6 separate regions of the Mus musculus genome follow, and regions 1, 2, 3, 4 and 5 are each linked to region 6. The links are chromatin contacts, called in public HiChIP or PLAC-seq and promoter capture Hi-C maps. All regions are on one chromosome and are shown on one strand. The core of a region is the stretch at or near the end of the contact, and the rest is flanking DNA. Distances in the headings are between cores, read along the strand shown. Region 1 holds the start of Ccnd1 (cyclin D1). Region 2 holds the start of Fadd (Fas (TNFRSF6)-associated via death domain). Region 3 holds the start of Lsp1 (lymphocyte specific 1). Region 4 holds the start of Ifitm10 (interferon induced transmembrane protein 10). Region 5 has its middle 5.6 kb from the start of Ctsd. Region 6 holds the start of Slc22a18 (solute carrier family 22 (organic cation transporter), member 18).

Region 1 (3,194 bases), core at 502-3,001, 1.5 Mb after region 6:
TCGCACTTCTGCTCCTCACAGACCTGCGGGGATCCGGACCCTGACCGTCAACGTGGGAGGGGGGCGTCGCTCGATACGACCCCATTCCCTTCTCCTAGATTGCACAGAGAGGGATTCCGGTGGCCAACTCCCTGGGATGCGCTCCTGCTCCGAGGGTTCCCAGTGCCCACCCACCCTGAAACTGAAAGGGAAAGTCTTTGGGCAGCTGGCGGGGCCGGTCGAAGCAATGGTGGCCACGGAGACCCCGGTCCCCTGTTGAAATTAGGAAGCCACAAGCCAGAGAACCCCACCGCGGGGCTGGCGGGGCGCCGGGGGCTGGGCGCCGCTCGAGCGCACGCGAGACACAATGGTGGCGTCCCAGGCCGCCGCGCTGCATTTCCCAGACGTCATCTTTTCAAAAAATATTTAAAAATATTTAAAAAATAACTAGGTGCCTAAAAACGACCTGAAAATAACCATCGGACGACCCTTGATCCAAGCCGAGGGTCAGGAGCTCAGTGGACATCGGGGGGTGAGCTCCAGCAACTCAAACTCCGGGGGCCCCCCTTTTGCAGGGTGCGGGCGCTGTTTGCCTCTACAAGGGCATTATGCCTCACTTTAAAAATTATTTTAAAATATTTTGGGACCCCTGAGTCTCCTGCTGAACATCTGAAAATGTGCTTTTGTCCCCCTCCGCCCCCAGTTTGACCTAGACAGGTTCCTCCAAATCCAGAACCGCACGCACAACAGTCAGTCTCATTGACTAGGGGGCCACGCGACCTTGCAGCCTGGCGTTTTCTCTGGGCCAGGCAGCGTGTGCGGGGTACCCAGGTCCGCTGTTTGAACAAAGAATCCCCCACCCCAAATATTCCTCACACTGTCTTATTTAGTGATTCCCGGCCGCCACGAGGCCCCTCGTGCCTGTCCCAGCGCCCCTACTGCCGCTCCCTGCCCTGCCCCCAATTATTAATAAACACTTTTTGCTTTGCAATAAAGGAGCAAAGATGGCGCATAATATTGGCACGAGCGGCCCTTGCATACGTGTCCATGGATATTAATTTAAAAATCAAATTTATGCCCCCTCCCCCCTTGAGCTGGCGAAACGCGCAGGGGCGGCCCCCGCCGAGGCGCTGCAGGAATGGGGCACAAGCGGGGGCCACAGAAGCTCAGCCTGCACCCTCTGTGGTGTCGCTGACACCGTCCTCCCTCGAAGGCACCCCTCCCCGACTGCCCTCCACCAGGAAAAGGAATTCCCATCTTCCCAACTCCCAAACCTTCCTCGTTCAAAAGGACCCAATCTATTTATTTTGTGAATACCGAGTCCTAGCAACGCACCCGGAAAACTCCGTGACGGAAGGGAAGAGAAGGGAGGAAGATGTTGGTGATAGCAACAAGTTGCCAGGGGGTCCCAAGCTAGCAGCCTGTAAAGTCTCTTACCTCCAGCATCCAGGTGGCCACGATTTTCCGCATGGATGGCACAATCTCCTTCTGCACGCACTTGAAGTAAGATACGGAGGGCGCACAGGTCTCCTCCGTCTTGAGCATGGCTCGCAGCACCCGGTCGTTGAGGAGATTGGTGTCAGGGTACGCGCGGCGGATGGTCTCCACTTCGCAGCACAGGAGCTGGTGTTCCATGGCGCGGCCGTCTGGGGAGGGCTGTGGTCTCGGTTGGGCTCCGGTGGCGGCTGCTGACGCGCGCTGCCTCGCGCTGTACTGCCGGTCTCCGGAGCGCGCGGAGTCTGTAGCTCTCTGCTACTGCGCCGACAGCCCTCTGGAGGCTGCAGGACTTTGCAACTTCAACAAAACTCCCCTGTAGTCCGTGTGACGTTACTGTTGTTAAGCAGAGATCAAAGCCGGGCAGAGAAAAGGGGGAGGGGGAGGGCCGAGGCGGGTGCAGGGGGAGGGGGCTCGGGAGCAGTGAGGGGGGGGGGCGGCGGGGGGGGGGCAAGCCCAAACCCTTCCCCCTCAGCCTTCGTAGATATGCAAATCGCTCGGACTGCTTCTCTCCAAACTGGGAAAGAGCGGGGCAAGGGGGAGGGGGGCTTCTTTCCCTAAGAGGGTCCTCCGAGACCTGTGGAGGTGGGGTAGTGGCGGCTCTGGACAGGAGGACAGCTAGGAGGGAGGCCAGGCCACACGCAAGCCAAGGAAGAATGTATGGAAGGGGAGCCTGGGGGTGCAAGGACACCCTGTTCTTAAACCGGGAGAATGGGTGCGTTTCCGAGTACGCCACGAGGCACCCACAGGCGGACCCATTGCTTAGAAATCCCAGCGTCCCTGTCTTCTTTCAATTTCATCAACACGTGTAAAATTCAGGAACTGTGTAACACCCGAAGATGCCAGACGAGCCCTAAGCTCTCGTGCAGGCTCCATCCTGGCGCACTGGGGTGGTTGCAAAGGGCCAGAGGGGTATCTGAACTTTAAAGGATCCCCAGCCTAGCATGCGCTCGCTCAAAAATAAAATAAAACCCCGAAAATTCCAGCAACAGCTCAAGATGGTGGCCATTATTTCATCTATTCCTCCTCGCTGGGGGGGTGGGGTGGGATCTGAGATTTGTCTTCATACAGTGACCGGTTTATCCTGGCCAGGGTCCCCCAGTATCCCCCTCCTCCACTGCAGGCGGTTTGCCCAAGAAAAATAAACCGTTGAAGAAAAGGTTGAGACACGATAGGCTCCTTCCTAATTTATTTTTTAATTAAGAAAAGTAAATCGCTGCAAGTTATTAGTCGCCCTTCCAGGAACCAGACCACCGGAAGCTTCTTGATTGGCTTCGTTGAGGGTGGTGGTGTTTCTCCACCTTTAGAATTGCAGTCTTGAGTTGGGGGAGGGGGGGGGCGGCTGGTGAGAATCAAGATAAACTTGTGAGCCGATAAGGTGATATTTAAAGAGAATCTATAGATGGTCGTGGTTAACTGAATGGACTCCTAAGTTTATAATTTATAGATTCAAATAAAATATTTTTAGAATAAAGCGGTTCCACCACCTTCGTCCATTATTTAGTTCCCTAGTTTTGGAAACGTTTTCACAATACCCGACTTCAAGCTAGGCGAACTATTCACACACATTTCCCACGGAATACTTTCGTGTCCCAGAAGAAACTGGTAAAGGAGCGCACAGCGTCCAGGCGGCACACAAGACGCAAACCCCTCACCTTCCGAGCTCATGCCTTCCGCTCCCCCTCCCCCGACATTGGGGTCCCTAAAGTCCGGACCCTTCG
Region 2 (3,076 bases), core at 25-2,524, 1.1 Mb after region 6:
CCAAAGCTACATCTTACACTGTGACCTTTGCTGGTTTGACCAGACACCACAAAAGATCTGTCTCTGTGCTACTCTGGAGCCCCTGCTTAGACACAGGCAAGGTGTAATCTCTGTAGGGAGCCCTGGGCAGTGGCTGAAGACCCTTTACTGGATTCCTGTAACAATAACAAACATTGGAATGCCTTGGAGATGTGAATACACAATCCATTTTCGTGTGGATCTTGCACACACCGGCAGTGGGAAGCTTTACTCCACAGGCCCTCCAGCTGCTTTGATGTTCTGTGTCACTGTAGACAAAGAGCAACGGTGACAACCAACCAGGAACTAAATAAACCTTTGCCCCTTTAAATGGCTTCTCGAGTATTTGTCACAAGTGATCAAGTGTCTAATATATGCTTAATCTGTATCTACATCCCAAGGCCAGCCTGGTGTTGCTCAGCTGTGGCTGCTATCCACTGTGCGTTATGGGGAGGCATAGCGCCTCCTCTCTACGCAAAACAGAAGTAACTGCCGATAACCAGACACTGCACTCTGGACCAGAGAGCACAGCCGCCGCGCAATCTTTCCTTGGCCAGGAAGGGCAGTCTTGGACACAGGCACTCCCACTACGGAAATGGTGCCGAGCAGCCGGCACACGTGACCTCTGCCCACTCTTCAACGCTACCCTCACTGGGGTTAAGATGCCTTAGTCACATTCACTTCTTAGCTGAGTTTTCCAACGAAGCACTGCAGGTCTGAGGCGAGTTAATACTGGGGTTGGGCAAGTGGCACGAACCCTTGGGTTCAACCTTGGCACTGCCAGTAAGAAACAAGACCTCCCAGCTTCCGGCTCAAGCGGTTGAAAAAAGTGGGCGTGCCCTAGAGTCCATCCCAGTCGGAGCCAGTGGAGGGTGCACTGAGGCCAGGCCTCCCCGCCCATTCCCCGCCCCCTGCCCACCTGCCTCCCCCGGGGGCGCAGCGGTCGCCGTCCCCGCCTCGAAGTCGTCCAGGCGCTGCAGTAGATCGTGTCGGCGCAGCGAGGCCAGCAACTCGCGCAGCAGCCCGGTGTGCCCGCGCTCCAGGTCGTTCTGCTCCAGCAGCACCGTGAACAGGTCCAGGCCACTCTGCACGCGCTCCAGCTTTCGTTTGCTCACGCGCTCGCGGCACAAGAACTTGAGCTCCATCAGATCGTTGCCCGACAGGCTGCCGGACAGCGAGTGCAGCAGCACCAGGAATGGGTCCATGGCAGTGGTACGCCGGGCTGCCCCTCAGCGATCCCACATAGGAAATCACCTTAGGCTTTCCCGCCCAGCGTCTCGCGGGATGTCCAAATCAGACGCATGCGCTTCGGATGTGGCTGTAACCGCTTCCGCCCGGGCTGGCATCCGCTGTTGTAGTAGCTTTGACAGCTGAGCTGCGTTGACTTCAGCTTACGCGCGCGTTTCTCACCCCGAGGCAGAACAGATCTTGTTCACCAGAAGTGTAACGTGGATCCTCTTGGGGCTCTGAGGAGCTGCGCAGCCCTACTGTGTGGGGGGGGGCTGGAAGAGCAGCTGCAGATGCCTACGGCTGCCAGATCATGTTCTATCACCGGAAAGAAGGAAAGAGAGAGAGAGAGAGAGAGAGAGAGAGAGAGAGAGAGAGAGAGAGAGAGAGAGATGGATGGAGTTACTTATGGGCTGGAGAGACAGTTCAGGGGTTAAGAGCACTGGCAATTCTTACAGAGGACCTTCACGAATTCAATTCCCAGCACTCACATGATGGCTTACAACCATCTGTAATTCCAGTTCCAGGGGCTTTGACATCCTCTTCTGGCAAGCACACTTGTGGTATGCTGACAAAATACTCGTACATATAAAAACCATTAAATATTCCTTGGTATATGTATGAGCATTTGTAGGTGGTTTAGTGCTCCTACAGGTCTTCAAGTGCCCACGGAGGACAGGAAAGGGCATGGATACCCCTAGGACTAGAGTTCCGTTTGGATGTGAACTCTTGTGTGGATCCAGGTTCTCCGTGAGAGCAACACAGTGCTCTTAACCGCCAATCCATTCCCCCAGGCCAATAATATGTATATTAAAATGAGTAGAAGAGAGGATTTGGAATATTGTCATCAGAAAAAGTTGATGTGTGCCGGAGGTTGTAGAGACACTAACTGCCCTGCTTTGAGCTTTCGTTAACAATACACTGATTCCACAGCCACACCCAAGTACTGCTCATGAGTTAAAAAGTGCCTGTTGCCCAAGCTTGAGGACCCATGCTCAGATCCTGGTGTCCACATAAAAAGACGAACAAGGAGGTGCCCATCTGAAACCCCAACTTTGGCAGAGACAGATGGATTCCTGGTGCTCAGTGGCCAGGCACTCTAGCTGAATGGCTGAGCTCCAGGTTAGTGGGGCGCAGTTATGCACAGCATACCCAGCAGGGTTGACTTATATTTTTTTAGATTGACTTATAATTCACCCATTTAAAGTTCAGTGCTTTGGTTGATTTTTGAGACAGGGTCTCACGCTGTAGCCCAGACAGACAGCTGAGGCTGTATAGAATGACAAATGGGGCTGGAAAGGTGGCTCGAGGTTAAGAGCGTTTGTTACTCTTCCAGAGGATCTGGGTCTGGTTGCAAACAACTATGCAGGACTGCTTACAACTGTCTGTAACTACAGACAGGGGAATCAGGGGCCCTCTGCTGGTCTCTGCTGGGCACTACAGTCTCTCTCTCTCTCTCTCTCTCTCTCTCTCTCTCTCTCTCTCTCTCTCTCTCACACACACACACACACACACACACACACACACACACACACACACGAACACATTTTTACTAGGTTGGGGGAGGGCTCTTTAGGGGAGCAGACCAACAGAAGTGAATTTACTGGACTGGCTTACTTGAGGGGGCTGAGTGTATGTATCCTGTAAATGCAGAGGAGATTCAATCCCAGAAGCTGGAAACCTCAATAGTCAGAATCCAATCTTGAAAGTCTGGGGGTTCCCTGGAGAGCCTATAGTTGTTGAGTCTATAGTTTTTCCTCTATGGTAGTTTCTTTTGAGACAAGATCTCATGTAGTTCAGGCTGCTCCAGAACTACTCCCCTTCACACCAT
Region 3 (2,783 bases), core at 213-2,712, 1.0 Mb before region 6:
CCAGTCTGTAGGTAGCCAATGGTCTCCACCTCTCCATCCCCCAGCCCTAAGGACAAACAGGCCACAGAAAGTTCATAGATTAGTGGCTGGAATGCACCGATAAGGTGCCTGGATGGCGAGGCCCTGTGACAGACATAGGAACCAGTGAAAACCTCTTAAGAGGTGTCAGGACAGAAGTGGCATAACTCTGTCACCTGCCAAATGCATTCCCAGCCACTTATCAACAGAGCACTTAGGAGGGTCCCAAGGAAGCAAAGTGCAAAAGGAGAGAGAGAGGAGGCTGAAGAAAAAGCAGGCAGGTGTCCTGCCCAGTCTGCTGAACAATACTCACTCTTCCTGTTGCCCCCTCCTCAGGACTGGGATAGAGTAAGCAAGGCTTTGCCTCCACTGGACCATGTGGATAAGAAAGGGCTCCCTGCAGTCAGGCAGGCTTGCAAACACAGGTCTACCTCTAGATGATACTCTACAGCTTCTACTAAGTTTCCCAACACCCTAAGGCTCTCTTGCCTTTCTGCACTTCTCCTGTAAGACCTCATAGTGAGATTTCCGAGGTCACTCATTGCCCAGTGCTGGGAAATAGGGCACTGGCTCCTTTCTTTCTATCTCTTGGGTCAGCAAGCTTCAAAGAGAGAGTCTCTACCATGTTGTGGCTGCCTCAACTTGGCCCAGTGACACTTTAGCCCAAGTCCCGGGACTTTGGGATCTGGCTATCACATTCCCCATCATTCCTTTATAGTCCCTTTGGTTCCCTCCCAAAAGCCTCAGTCCTTCCTCTGGTGCTGCCTCTCAGGAGAACCCATGACCCACCCCAGCATAGCTGGGAACATCAACCGACTCTTCGACTGGTTCCAAATGCCCAGAGCACAGAGGCAGGATTAGAGAGAGCTGATGGAGCAGGGAGACAAGAGCGTCCAGCAGCTAGGAATGGAGACAGATAGAGACAAGCTCTAGAACCACAGACTAGGGGAGCACCACATGTGGGACCCTGGACATGGCTGGGGAGCAAAGGCTAACTAAGAGTGTCCAAGGCCATGACCTTGAAGCATCAAGAACTAGTTCCACCATGTTCATTGAGCACACTTGGAAGCACAGAAGATTTCCATGCAAAGCAATTGAAAGCAGTCCACGGACACTAAAGGGACCATGAATTCTGGACATTGTGGGAGACATAGCTACTCTCAGGTCTATGGACCAGAGTTGCAAGGAGTAGCCTTACTCACCTCTACCCTCAGCCCTTTTCTGTCATTCCAGGAGGCTATAGCTTGCTTGCTCAACACTTCCTGATGAGTGGTTTGGGTTTAGTTGGTTTTTGGTTTTTTGTTTTTTTGTTTTGTTTTGTTTTGTTTTAACTCTTCTTCTGTTGCAGCAACATAGGAAAAAAAAAAAAAAAACCCAAGCCCCATAGGTTTCAAACCTCAACCTGCTACAGGAAGGAGGAAGTGAAACCTGGGGCGGGAAGGGTGGGGGGCTGAGGCTCTAGGCCACCGCCCATCTACAGAGAAACACCAGGAGCCATAACAAGTGCACCCACACCGAAGACACCAGGCCCATGGCGGAGGCTGCCATCGATCCCAGATGCGAGGAACAGGAAGAGCTCCATGCAGAAGACAGCGAAGGGTGAGTTCCACTATGGGCAGTTTGCTTTGTGCCAAGTGCTGAGTAGGCAGAATCTCAGATAGGACTTAGATAGCCTTCAGAAACCCTCTCTTACCAGAGAGGTGTGTATCTCCTCTATCTCCCTCTGCAGCTTGGCCTAACTGGGAAAGGCTATCTTCCTGGCTAGGGTTCATAGCCAGAATAGAGAAGATGGATGCTTGGTGTGGAAGGGACTGGGAGTGGCTGGATATGGCCTGAACAGCAGGAGAGAGCAGTAGCTGTGTTGGGAGAAACTAGGCCTAGGAATCCTGACCTCATGCACCTATAGGCTTGTCTGAGGGGTCTGGCCTGCCTTAAGATACTGAGAGGTGACCAGGCCTCAGGGGTTCCCAAAGCTGCTATGTGAGGATAGAGAAGGTCAATGGTGTCTTATGGACCAGGCACTGTTGTTAAGTACAGTGGGTATGGGAATGAACATTGGCAAAGGTAAAGGGGGCCACTGCCCTGCAACAGACAGGGCTGGGCAGAGGCCTTTAGGCTGTCAGCTGCTTAAGGGCATCTGCAATTTAAAGGGATGTGAAGGGTGTTCCCTGTCTTTCCTGTGTTGGGTCATAAGGTGGGGGTGGGGGTAATGAGAAGGGAAGCTGTTAGTGGGTAGACATGGAGACCAAGCCAGGCCATTGGTGCCTGCCCTGCCCTGTCCCAGGAACAGGTCTCAGAAGAGGGTGTCAGGTCTTGGGGACAGGTCAGAGGCTAGCAGCCTCATGGGAGCAGGATGTGGGGGCTGCGGTCCAGGTGTGTAAGAGGAAGGGGAAGAAAGAGGTAAAACATAAAATTGCTACCGGAGCTGCCAGGCTGCCAGGGAGAGTGTGACTCTTAGGGTTCAGCCACAGGCTCAAGGAGATAAGGCCCACCTTAGCAGGGGTTGCAGGGTCTCTGCAGTTCGCAAGCCGGACGCCAGATCTTGGGCAGGAACAGCAATTCCTCAATCCTTATCAATGATAATGGGAAGAAACCTCACTTTGAGGGGTGCATGTTGGGGGGTCTCCACACTATTGCTTTGCATTTGGACCCTGGTTAGAAAGTTGTCCAAGGAACCCTCAGGCTAGGAAAGGAGTCTGAGGCTAAGCAGAGACTGGCCTGGTCTGGGTCAGCACCCTTGTGCCAGCCTTGGGATTCCAGGGCCA
Region 4 (3,169 bases), core at 390-2,889, 1.1 Mb before region 6:
AACTGGGTGGTCCCCAATCTGACCCCGGGCTGCAGCAGTCACCAGTACCGCTCACCTACTGGCGACTCGACGAGTGGGTCAGACCCCTGAACCTAGGAGCGCGCGTCCTTCCGCTCTCCCGCTGTCTGTCCGCTGATCGCGTCCCAGCGGCCCAACCTTGGGGGCGGGGAGCGAGCGGGGCTGGCGCCGCTGCCTCCCCCGCTGCCCGCGCGCGCTCCGCAGCGCCAGGCCGGCCGCGGCTGCAGCCAGAGCCTGACTCACGGCGGCGTCGCAGACACCTCCGCCTCCTCCCTAGGGAGGGAGGGGGCCCGCTAGCCCGGAAGCCAGGACCCCGGGGAGTCGCAAGGCTGGCACCCCTCTATCCCATGAGCTGCATGGCTCTCATATCCACCGACCACCAAGCCGCTGCTACCCCAGTCCACCTGTGCTCAAATTCTCTCGCGGGTCCTCAAGTCCCGGCAAGTCTGTCTGCTGAGCATTCCACTTTATTCCCACGGCTGACCCCCCTTCTCCCTACATTTCTTCCACCTGAACCTTGTTAGCTCCAAGACCTGTGCCTTCAGAACCCCCTTACCTAGCATCTCTTCTCCCTGCCCTGTTGAGTCCCACCTGCCATCCTCAGTCCCGTGGCGGTCCTAGCCTTTTCTCATGAGGCCCTGTCCTGGTATCAGCTTTTTAAGCCCTCACCCACCTCTTCCTTGATCTTGCCCAGCTGGGCTCCAACCTCGCTACTTGCTAAGCCCTGTCTGAGCTGCTCAAGTCTCCATCTCTAATCAGGCTTATTTTGGGAGTCTCTGGTCCCTTGAAGTCTACACACTGCAGATCATAGTTCCCACCTGACTGGGATGCAACACATCAAACCCCAGAGGGACACTCATCTCTGTTCAATCCTGTCTCCCAAGTCCCCAAGGTCAATGTTCAGGGTTGTTTTTTTTTTTTTTTTTCTCCCGAGTCCAAGTCCAGGCCCTTCACCAACAATCTTCAGAACCCTGCCCTGGGCCTCCTTTTTGAAGTCCCTGTCACCCAAGTCTGACATATGTTCTAATATGTTCATCATAACAGGGACTTGAAGGATCTGACCTGTAACAGGCTTGCCTGTCCCTGCTTCACAAGTTTTGCTCTGCCCTCAGGGACAGATGTGCTACTCAGAAGCCTGGGTCCTCTCAGACACCCCTACATTGATTTCCTTAAAGCTCGGTCTGTGTACCCCGCTCATGACCTTTCTGACCCCCATCCTGGGCCCTGACAGTGCTCGGTCCTTACACATGACTTGCTCTAAGCAATACTGTCCTCTAAGACTCAAGGCCAAGCAGTTTCTTCTCTCCCCGCCTCATCTCCTTCCCATCCTCAGTCTCTCTTGGACATTTGTCCTCAACTGATCCCCACCTCCAGAGAAGCCCCAATGGGCTTCCTTCACCATGGAGAGCCCCCAACTGCCCTCCCTCCCTCCCTCAGAACCCCTACCTCACCATGTGGGGGTGGAGTTCTCAGTAGGTCCTCTTCACCCTACCCTGAAGTTCCCCCAACTGTGTGTAAAAGCCTCGTTTTCTGCCTCCCTGGATCCCATTCTCCCTAGCTCTTCTCTGGGACCCTTTCCAGAGAGTTCCAGGGCTGCCTGGCCCCTAGACTTTCTGGTCTCCTGGAACCTTGGCTCTCTGAACCCTGAGTCTTTCTTCAAAGCCCTGTCTCCTGATTAAGCCCCGCCCCATGCCAAGTTCCTCCCTTTCCAGCCCAAACCCCACCTCTGACCCCCAGCACAGCTCATTTCTGCGTGTCAGGAATTTTCAGTGTGAAGTGGATCTTAAGTGTAGAGGAAAAAAAAAAAAAAAGAAAGAGACTCTCCTTGAGTGGGTGGAATTAATTTCCACACTGGCAAGGACCCCTCCCACCGTTTCTTGGCTTTCTTCTGGGCACTCCCTCATGGAGCCTAGCCTTGTTGGTCCAATAAGCCTGGGGGCAAGTGGGCTGTGCCAGGAAGTCAGTTTTCCTTCATCCAACCCCACCACTGCTTTGGATCCCAAGGGCCTGACAACCAAACATGCTGACACTCCCTCCCCAGCCTGTGTGCGGCTGTGTACCACCCAACTAATTACATCCATTCGCACTCCTGACAGTCTGCTTACCACACAACCTAAGTCAGGTGCTGTCCTTGGCATGTCTGGCCTGGGAGTCTCAGACTTCAGGAAGCAGAAGGGTTGGCCCTTTGGCCCTCGGGGCAGGGTCCACTCAAGGTCATTGGCAAGGTGAAGGGTGAGTTGGAATCCTCTTCCCAAGAGTCAGCTTTATGGCTCTGGAGTCAGCGTCCCAACCTTACACTTTAAGCTGGTCAGGGCAAGACTTGGGTATGGTCCAGCCTCACTAATACCCTGGTCAGGGGTTTGAGGGGAGAAACACCCACCATGAGAAAACTAGAGTAAAGCTAGCTTCCCTATCCCTGCCTGCAGCAAGGGTCTTTCTTCTTCCCAGGGCATGAAGGCTGATGTGAAGGTCACTCAGCTAAGAGACTGATGTGAACCCTGAGCTAGAGTCCGGGGTGCTCCCCGGGGCATCCCTGGGTGGTGATGGTGGCATCAGCGGCATCTGCAGAAGCAGCGGCCCCAGTATGCAGGCCTGGCAGCACAGCTCAGCCTCAGGCCTGCAGGGCAGGGAGGAGATCTGTCTCCAGCTTTGGTGCACAAGCCTTTGATAACACTAGTCTCCAGAAGCCCTGCCAGGCCCTGCGGGACTCCCTGCTCAGATTTCAGACAGAGAACACTGGGTACATGTTTACTGGCCTTCTGACAACCCTTGGTGAACATTCTCCAGAAGTAACCTAACAGGGCTCAGGTATGGGACATATTCCCCTGCCCCAAACCCTCCTACCAAAACAATGACAGCCACTGACCAGCAGGCAAAGGGTGCCAGGACAACCCCAGAAAGTGACAGAGGTCACACTTCCCTATATCCTGTACCTGTTAGTGTGGGGAAGGGGCTCTAAGATTCCAGAGCTGATTCCAAAAGGAAGCTCTACCCTACCAGTAAGCACTCGATAACTCCTACTCTATTTAAAAGCCTGCTGGTTGCCTCCACTGTTGTATTTGAAACCTGTGTTCACCCACTTCTCCCGCCCCCTGAAACCGAACCTTCTCACAGATGCTTGTAGAACAACTGTAGTCCGTGGCAGAGAGTT
Region 5 (3,005 bases), core at 243-2,742, 1.1 Mb before region 6:
TAGGGTAGGGCAGGGAGGCAGTGGGCAGTCCCACTCATTGTGGTGAGGGTGCAGAAATGGTGTAGCCACTTTGGAAAACAGCGTGGAGTTCTCTTTCAAAACTAAATGTTCTCTTGTCATACAATTCAGCAATTGTTCTCCTGGGTATTCACTCAGGGAAGTAAAAGTCTGAAGTGAGGCATGGAGGCTTGTGACTGAGGAGGCAGAGGCAGGAAGGGGAGTTAGAGACCAGTCTGGGCTGCTTGCCTCTGTCTCAAGAAACAGAACAGAAAAGAAACTTAGGTTTGTGCAAAACCTTCCCCACGAAGCCTGAGGGGGCTTCCTTCACAATCGCGTTAACCTAAAGGAACATAGATGCCTTTCAGACAGTGGCTGGATAGAAGTGTAGTATATGTGTCCACAAAGTAGGGTAGGATTCAGGGTGACAAAGAAACAATCTGTGGACTCATGACTCAATGATCCAGAGATGCACATTGCTAACTGAAAAGGCTACAGAATTGAGGTAATGAATGTAGTGAGTCAGGAGGATTGGGAAGGGGAGGCAAATGTGTATCCGAGGGCTTCTTTATGACAATGACAGTCTTTTGTCTAATACTAGTGATGGAGATGTGACATGAGATGGGGAGAAGGAGTAGCCCAGGCCTCAGAGGCAGGCTGCGGGATGCTTTTGGTCTTGTATACCTTGAACTCTTAGTTAAAGGTGATTAGTAGAGAAGGGCTCCCATGCTGTCTGGAGCCCTGTAGGTGGTCTCTAACCCTGAGCCAGTTCCCAGGACCATTCCCTCACTTCCCCAGCTCCATCAGGAGGCTGGGAAATGAAAAGGCCTCTGGAGGTTCCTGGGACATCAGGCCTGCTGGAGGTTGCCTCTGCTTTTGTCAGCTGGCCTAAGTTCTGCTCAGGAGCCCCTATTTCTCACTGCTATGATGCAGGGTCAGGCAGAGTTCAGCCTTGGCTGAGCTTTGGGTCAGCTCACAGCGTTTCTTCTGCATGCTACCTCTTCAAGGTCACACACACACACACACACACACACACACACACACACACACACTCTCACAGTCCCCAGCCCTAGACCCTCCTACTCCCTCTCTTTCTGACTGCAAGGCCTGGCTCCTTTGAGGCCTACATCCCACTCTCTAGAGAGGGCTAGGTATAAACTGGAAGCATCAGGATAGGAAGAGATGTGAGTGTCAGCCTTTAGGTCTTTCCACCCTTGCTTGTTGGCTCTGAGACCTCTGTCCCATTAGCTGTCACTAACAAAAGGAGGAAGCCCAGTTCAGAACCCCTTGACCCCCACAGATCTCTGAGATGACCCTAAGCTCTCTGAGTGCCCGGGGGGGGGGACACTTTGTAGGGGAGGGAATAGAAGGAGGAAATGGAACCAGAAGGTTGCTTGTGGTCCTAATGCTAAGTGGAAATTGGTTTCACCCCAACCTCCAACATTGTGATGAGGTGCTGAGTCACTCCATTCGTCCTCTTCCTTGCCCCTCCCCCTCCTGGCTGAGTCACTGATCCGAGACCTAAAGGCCCAGCTACCCTAAGGCCCGAGGTGGAAGGGGGTGTGGTTTCCTGGCACTCAACAAGTTTTTCAGGGGATATCAAGGGCTACCTGAAACAACAAGCTACCTGGTCAGCTAAAAGGAGGGACCTTAGCTGGTGGGGAGGAGGGCAAGGTTGGGGCAGCTGGCATAGTTAAGGCAGGGTACCCCTTAATACAAAGAAAAGTAACTGAGGCTCTGCCTTCAGCTCTCATGATGCTCTCTGTTCAAGACTTCCAAGGAACCTGAAAGTCTTAGTGATTGTCCTAAATATGAGGCCACCTTGATTTTCAGGAACAACAGAGCCCTGCAGACAGGTCACCTCACAGCAAGAGCAATCACCTTCAAATCACCTTATAGAGCCAGAAGTGAGATACTGGCCAACAAGACCACAGCTAGACCAGAACCAGTCACCTCAGCCACCTCCCACCCTACCCAGTTTCTCCTGTTTAAACCCAAAGCTCTCAGCAGTGCCTGAAAGGAGGATTTCCTATCTTCCCAGCCCGGTTGGGGATTTAGAGCCCTTCTTCCTGTTTTACCATTGCTTCCTTTTGCTGCTTTCTTTGGGGTGGGTGGCCAGAGGTGACATGTTGGCAATCCAGAATTGGACCTCTGGCCTAGGACTCTTTACTGATAGTGTGTAGAGGTGAGTGGAGGGGAATTGGTAAGGAGAAGTTAAGTAACCCAGTGGGCCATAAGCCCTCTGGGAAAAGTTGAGCCTAAGGGTCAAGCCCATCATGTGGCCTTCCTCCATTTTGGCTGGCTATCTATAGGTTGATGGATACCCTCAGGAGCCCACAGACATGTGGCTGGATAGGTGACTTGCTATCTTCCAAGTTGACCACCTTTGAGAATGAGGTTAGGAGAAACCAAGAGAAAAAAAAAAAAAAAAAGGAGTCTGTCCAAGACAGGAGACAGAGGTTGAGATGGACAGCAGACATGGAGGGGCAGAAGTTTTCAGGAGCCTGGCAGATAGGGGAAGTCTTGAGAGGAACCTAGAGATGGCAAGGCCAGCTATGGTGCATGAATGGTAACAGGAAGCTAGGCTGGGGTGTGGGGGACAGGAGGCAAATTTACTCTGCTCCTCTTACAGCCTGGACTAGCCTATCAACTGTGGGTAGATGGAATACTTTCTTGTGCTCAGTGTCTTCTTGTCAGCTCCGGTTGTGATGGCAAATTTCTTGTGTGCCTAGATGTTAGCAGACACACGTCTAGATTTTCCTGTCAAAGTATTTCCTAATGAGATTAACATCTTCCTTAGCAGTTTATGAGAAAAGCACATGTTGTGGGCAGGCCATGTCTAATCAGATCAAAACCTTAGAGAAAAATGCTTCCCCAGGAGGAAGGAGTCCTGCCCACTTCTTGGAGCTCCAACTGCTCCTCAACTGCAGCCAGTTGTTTAAATGTGCCTTCCTCCCTTTTCATATTCCCTGCCTTTGGCTTCTGGAGAACTATGATGAAGACAGGCA
Region 6 (2,865 bases), core at 71-2,570:
TTACCCAGCAGCCAACCCTGCATGCTACAACACCAACCCACCAAGCAAGATGTGCAGATTCAGTGCAAATGGTCTGGGGGTAACCAATCACTCTTGGTTTGGACCAAGTCCTGCTCTACAGCAGGAAATTCATCCCTGGTACTGTGAACTCAGTCAAAATATGGCGTGGGGGGGGGGGGCGGTCATAGGCTCTAGGGAATCTACTCCTGTTGTCTTGCTAAGTGAATGTCATCAAACTCCCTTCTAAATGTTCGTTTGTAGACAAAGGCTAGTGCTGTTCTTAGTCTTAGCCAGGGAAGCTTCTCTGCAGTGAGCAACAGTTGAGGAAGAAATTCATAACTCAGTGCTGAATGAGTGACTGTGGACAGCTCAGCCCTAAATGGGGCATCTGCATCAACCTGACCTCCAAGGTTCAGGGGACAGAAAGACTGTAAGAGCCAGAGGATGGGAAGGAATTCACTGTAGCCATAGCTACCTCAACAAGATCAAGGCAATAGCATCAGTCAACAGTCTAACAAGTGGCACTCACGGAACTCTAAAGTGAAAGAGAGAGGAGAAATAGAGAGAGACAGAGACAGAGAGAATGAAAGAAGAAAGGGGTATATTGGAGGTTATTAGAGGGGAAATGGGAAGAGAAAGTTAAGTGTGCATACAAACAAGATACATTGTATACATGTATGAAATTGGCAAAAATAAACAAATGATATCCACTAAATAGGTCACCTGCACACAGTAGGTACTCAATGGTTATGGATGAAGGAGGTTCCTGCTTCATAGACACATCATTAGGCCCAGGAAATCATATAGGCAGCATCTCTCTTCTTGGGGAAGCTCCGGGCTATCCTGAACACCAGCACACAGTAGTCACTTTCTCTGCACCTGTGGCCATGCTCACACCCCTCTATTTTTGCCCCTAACCCCGCAGGACCCCCTAAGTCTAAGCCCTATCAGGTGTTCTCAGTTGCCTGAGCTCACCCCTATGCCCTGCCACACTGTTCTTACTGCCTGACTTACCCTTCCTACACCTGATACATTGTGCTTCTCCTTAGGACCCCACTGGGAAGCTGCCTCCCAACCTGGCTCCAGATAAGAATCAGCCCTTCCTACAGCAGCCTGGGTTGGTCCCCTTGGCAGAACAGTGGCCTCATGTGAGTGATATTGATCCCTAGAGAAAGCTACTTCCTCTTCAGGAGGTGATCCCAGGTTCTAGGGTTCCCTGTTCCTCTCTAGCCAGAAGGGCAATTTTACCACACTCCCTCACAACCAGGAAGTGCCCCACCCCTCTGGAGCCTGTTCAGAACAAGCACAAAAGCTAGAATCATTCGGCCTGGCCTGCCGGTTCCCCCACAACTGCAAGCTCTGCTTGTGGGTAAGTAGCCTGCTCCCATTGCTGTTTATTATGAACGCTGGAGGACCTTTGGCCTTCCCCAAACTATCCTGAGGCAGTCTTACTCAACCCCCAAGCTCTGCCCCCAAAACCCTGACACCAATAAAGATGTCACCTGCACACTAGGTAAGAATTAACCCCATCAGGGAGCTGACCTGACAGGAACTATCCCTCACTTCTACCCCCATGGACTTCAGAAGGGCCTGGACTCTGGACCCCAGGAGTCCTGAGATTCCTGGCCTCAGAGTCCTCTCCTTTCCATAATCAGCCTCCCTCTCATCCCTCATGGAAGCCCTGGCTAACTGGGTCTCCTCCAACCCTCCGGGAGCTGGGATGGGTTCCTACAACCTCTTGGCAGAGGAACTGAGAACACTTAACATCCACACCTGCAACACATCTCCCATCCCAATTTTCAAGGTGGAATCTACCCCAAGCATACGGCACATACCTGGGGACAGACAGAGCCTTGGGCCTGATCCATTGGTTAGAATGCCAATAGCCATGCCTCTAACTGCCCAGTTTGAGACATGTTCTCACTGGGCATCCCTGGGCACCCTGTCCCAGTTCCTCCCTTTTCTGATCTGCTGAGCTGGGGTGTGCATGCAGCAAAGGAGATCTGATTTTCATGTTGTGGCCTGTGACTTGACCCTACTCGGCTGCAAGGTAGAGAGGTGGGGTGGGCGTGTAAAAGAGCGTCTGGTTTCCTAGCAGTGATCAATCTGTCTGAAGATGAATGAATATGGATAGTACTGGTCAGGGCCAGAGTGTTGACCCTCCAGAAATGTGAGAACAGGACAGACAGGGGGAGGGGCATTTCTATAGCTTCCAGAAGCCTTTTGGTCAGTGGAGAGAGATTTGGAGCACAAGAACTGCCCACACAAGTGTAGTATCACTGTGCCTCTCCTGGCTTCTGCTTTCCCTTCTTCTGGATCCCAGAGCCATACCCCCTCCTCTTCCTCCTCCTTCTTCTCCTAGTCTTCACTCTCCAACCCTAAATGAACACCCTGTGGTGCTTGAGTGGTCAGAATTCCAACTTCCTTGGAACCAGAGTCCAGGGCAGGGCTGAGGCTTAACACTGGGAACCTCGCAAGCCCCGTGGGGGGGGGGGGGGAGCCTCAGGAGGCGTGTCTTGATTGGCCAATGAATGCTCAGAGACTGTGTTGCGGGCTAGCCCAGATCCCAGGGTGGGTGGAGCGAGCTCCGGGGCGGGAGAACTAGCCCTGGTGAAGTGGGAGGACCCAAGCTATTGTGGGGTGGGACCTTTCCGGGTCACTAAGGAAGGGCCTCTATCAAGAAACACCTGGGAGGGCTCATCCACCCGAAATACACCCACTCTCTCCCGGAGAAAGCAGGAATACACCCACTCTCTCCCGGAGAAAGCAGGTACCCGAACCCAAGATGCCTACCTGGGTGCAGCTCGGGGCCCTTGATGGGATGTCGGGCGAAGGCAGTGGGGCCCTAACGGTGGAACCAGGGAT

The links. Promoter capture Hi-C pulls out the DNA fragments that hold promoters and counts their contacts. HiChIP or PLAC-seq counts read pairs in DNA pulled down with a chosen protein or histone mark.
Region 1: a promoter capture Hi-C map of liver shows a contact between it and region 6, with 7 times the contacts expected there. The contact joins the promoter of Ccnd1 here to the promoter of Slc22a18 in region 6. A contact is called at or near these places in 2 of 39 promoter capture datasets (liver and pre-B cells).
Region 2: a promoter capture Hi-C map of liver shows a contact between it and region 6, with 5 times the contacts expected there. The contact joins the promoter of Fadd here to the promoter of Slc22a18 in region 6. A contact is called at or near these places in 4 of 39 promoter capture datasets (hippocampal neurons, liver, pre-B cells and 1 more).
Region 3: a promoter capture Hi-C map of liver shows a contact between it and region 6, with 2.9 times the contacts expected there. The contact joins the promoter of Lsp1 here to the promoter of Slc22a18 in region 6. A contact is called at or near these places in 3 of 39 promoter capture datasets (hippocampal neurons and liver) and 1 of 115 datasets of contacts at active chromatin or transcription factors (pancreatic cancer cells).
Region 4: a contact with region 6 is called in a promoter capture Hi-C map of liver, with 2.9 times the contacts expected there. The contact joins the promoter of Ifitm10 here to the promoter of Slc22a18 in region 6. A contact is called at or near these places in 5 of 39 promoter capture datasets (embryonic stem cells, hippocampal neurons, liver and 1 more) and 3 of 115 datasets of contacts at active chromatin or transcription factors (embryonic stem cells, microglia and pancreatic cancer cells).
Region 5: an H3K27ac HiChIP or PLAC-seq map of microglia shows a contact between it and region 6, with 5 times the contacts expected there. The contact joins the enhancer-like site here to the promoter of Slc22a18 in region 6. A contact is called at or near these places in 2 of 39 promoter capture datasets (both in liver) and 2 of 115 datasets of contacts at active chromatin or transcription factors (embryonic stem cells and microglia).

What each region holds. Positions count from the first base shown.
Region 1 is chr7:144,938,080-144,941,273 of GRCm38.p6, forward strand. Ccnd1 (cyclin D1) reads right to left here and starts at 1,752. Exons shown (of 5, transcript NM_007631.3): 1 at 1,417-1,752; 2 at 1-23. The coding sequence starts at 1,614.
Region 2 is chr7:144,581,167-144,584,242 of GRCm38.p6, forward strand. Fadd (Fas (TNFRSF6)-associated via death domain) reads right to left here and starts at 1,275. Exons shown (of 2, transcript NM_010175.6): 1 at 938-1,275. The coding sequence starts at 1,223.
Region 3 is chr7:142,459,350-142,462,132 of GRCm38.p6, forward strand. It overlaps Lsp1 (lymphocyte specific 1), which reads left to right and starts at 1,463. Exons shown (of 11, transcript NM_001136071.2): 1 at 1,463-1,617. The coding sequence starts at 1,550.
Region 4 is chr7:142,372,107-142,375,275 of GRCm38.p6, forward strand. It overlaps Ifitm10 (interferon induced transmembrane protein 10), which reads right to left and starts at 1,640. Exons shown (of 3, transcript NM_001347541.1): 1 at 1,470-1,640. The coding sequence starts at 1,472.
Region 5 is chr7:142,391,884-142,394,888 of GRCm38.p6, forward strand. No RefSeq gene overlaps it. Among named protein-coding and RNA genes, the nearest start is that of Ctsd, 5.6 kb to the left of the region's middle. Within about 2 kb of position 1,493, at least 121 of the 459 cell types and tissues checked have an H3K27ac peak or open chromatin away from gene starts, as enhancers often do. A contact at or near this core is called in embryonic stem cells, liver and microglia, where this site is marked.
Region 6 is chr7:143,472,469-143,475,333 of GRCm38.p6, forward strand. It overlaps Slc22a18 (solute carrier family 22 (organic cation transporter), member 18), which reads left to right and starts at 1,321. Exons shown (of 11, transcript NM_008767.3): 1 at 1,321-1,369.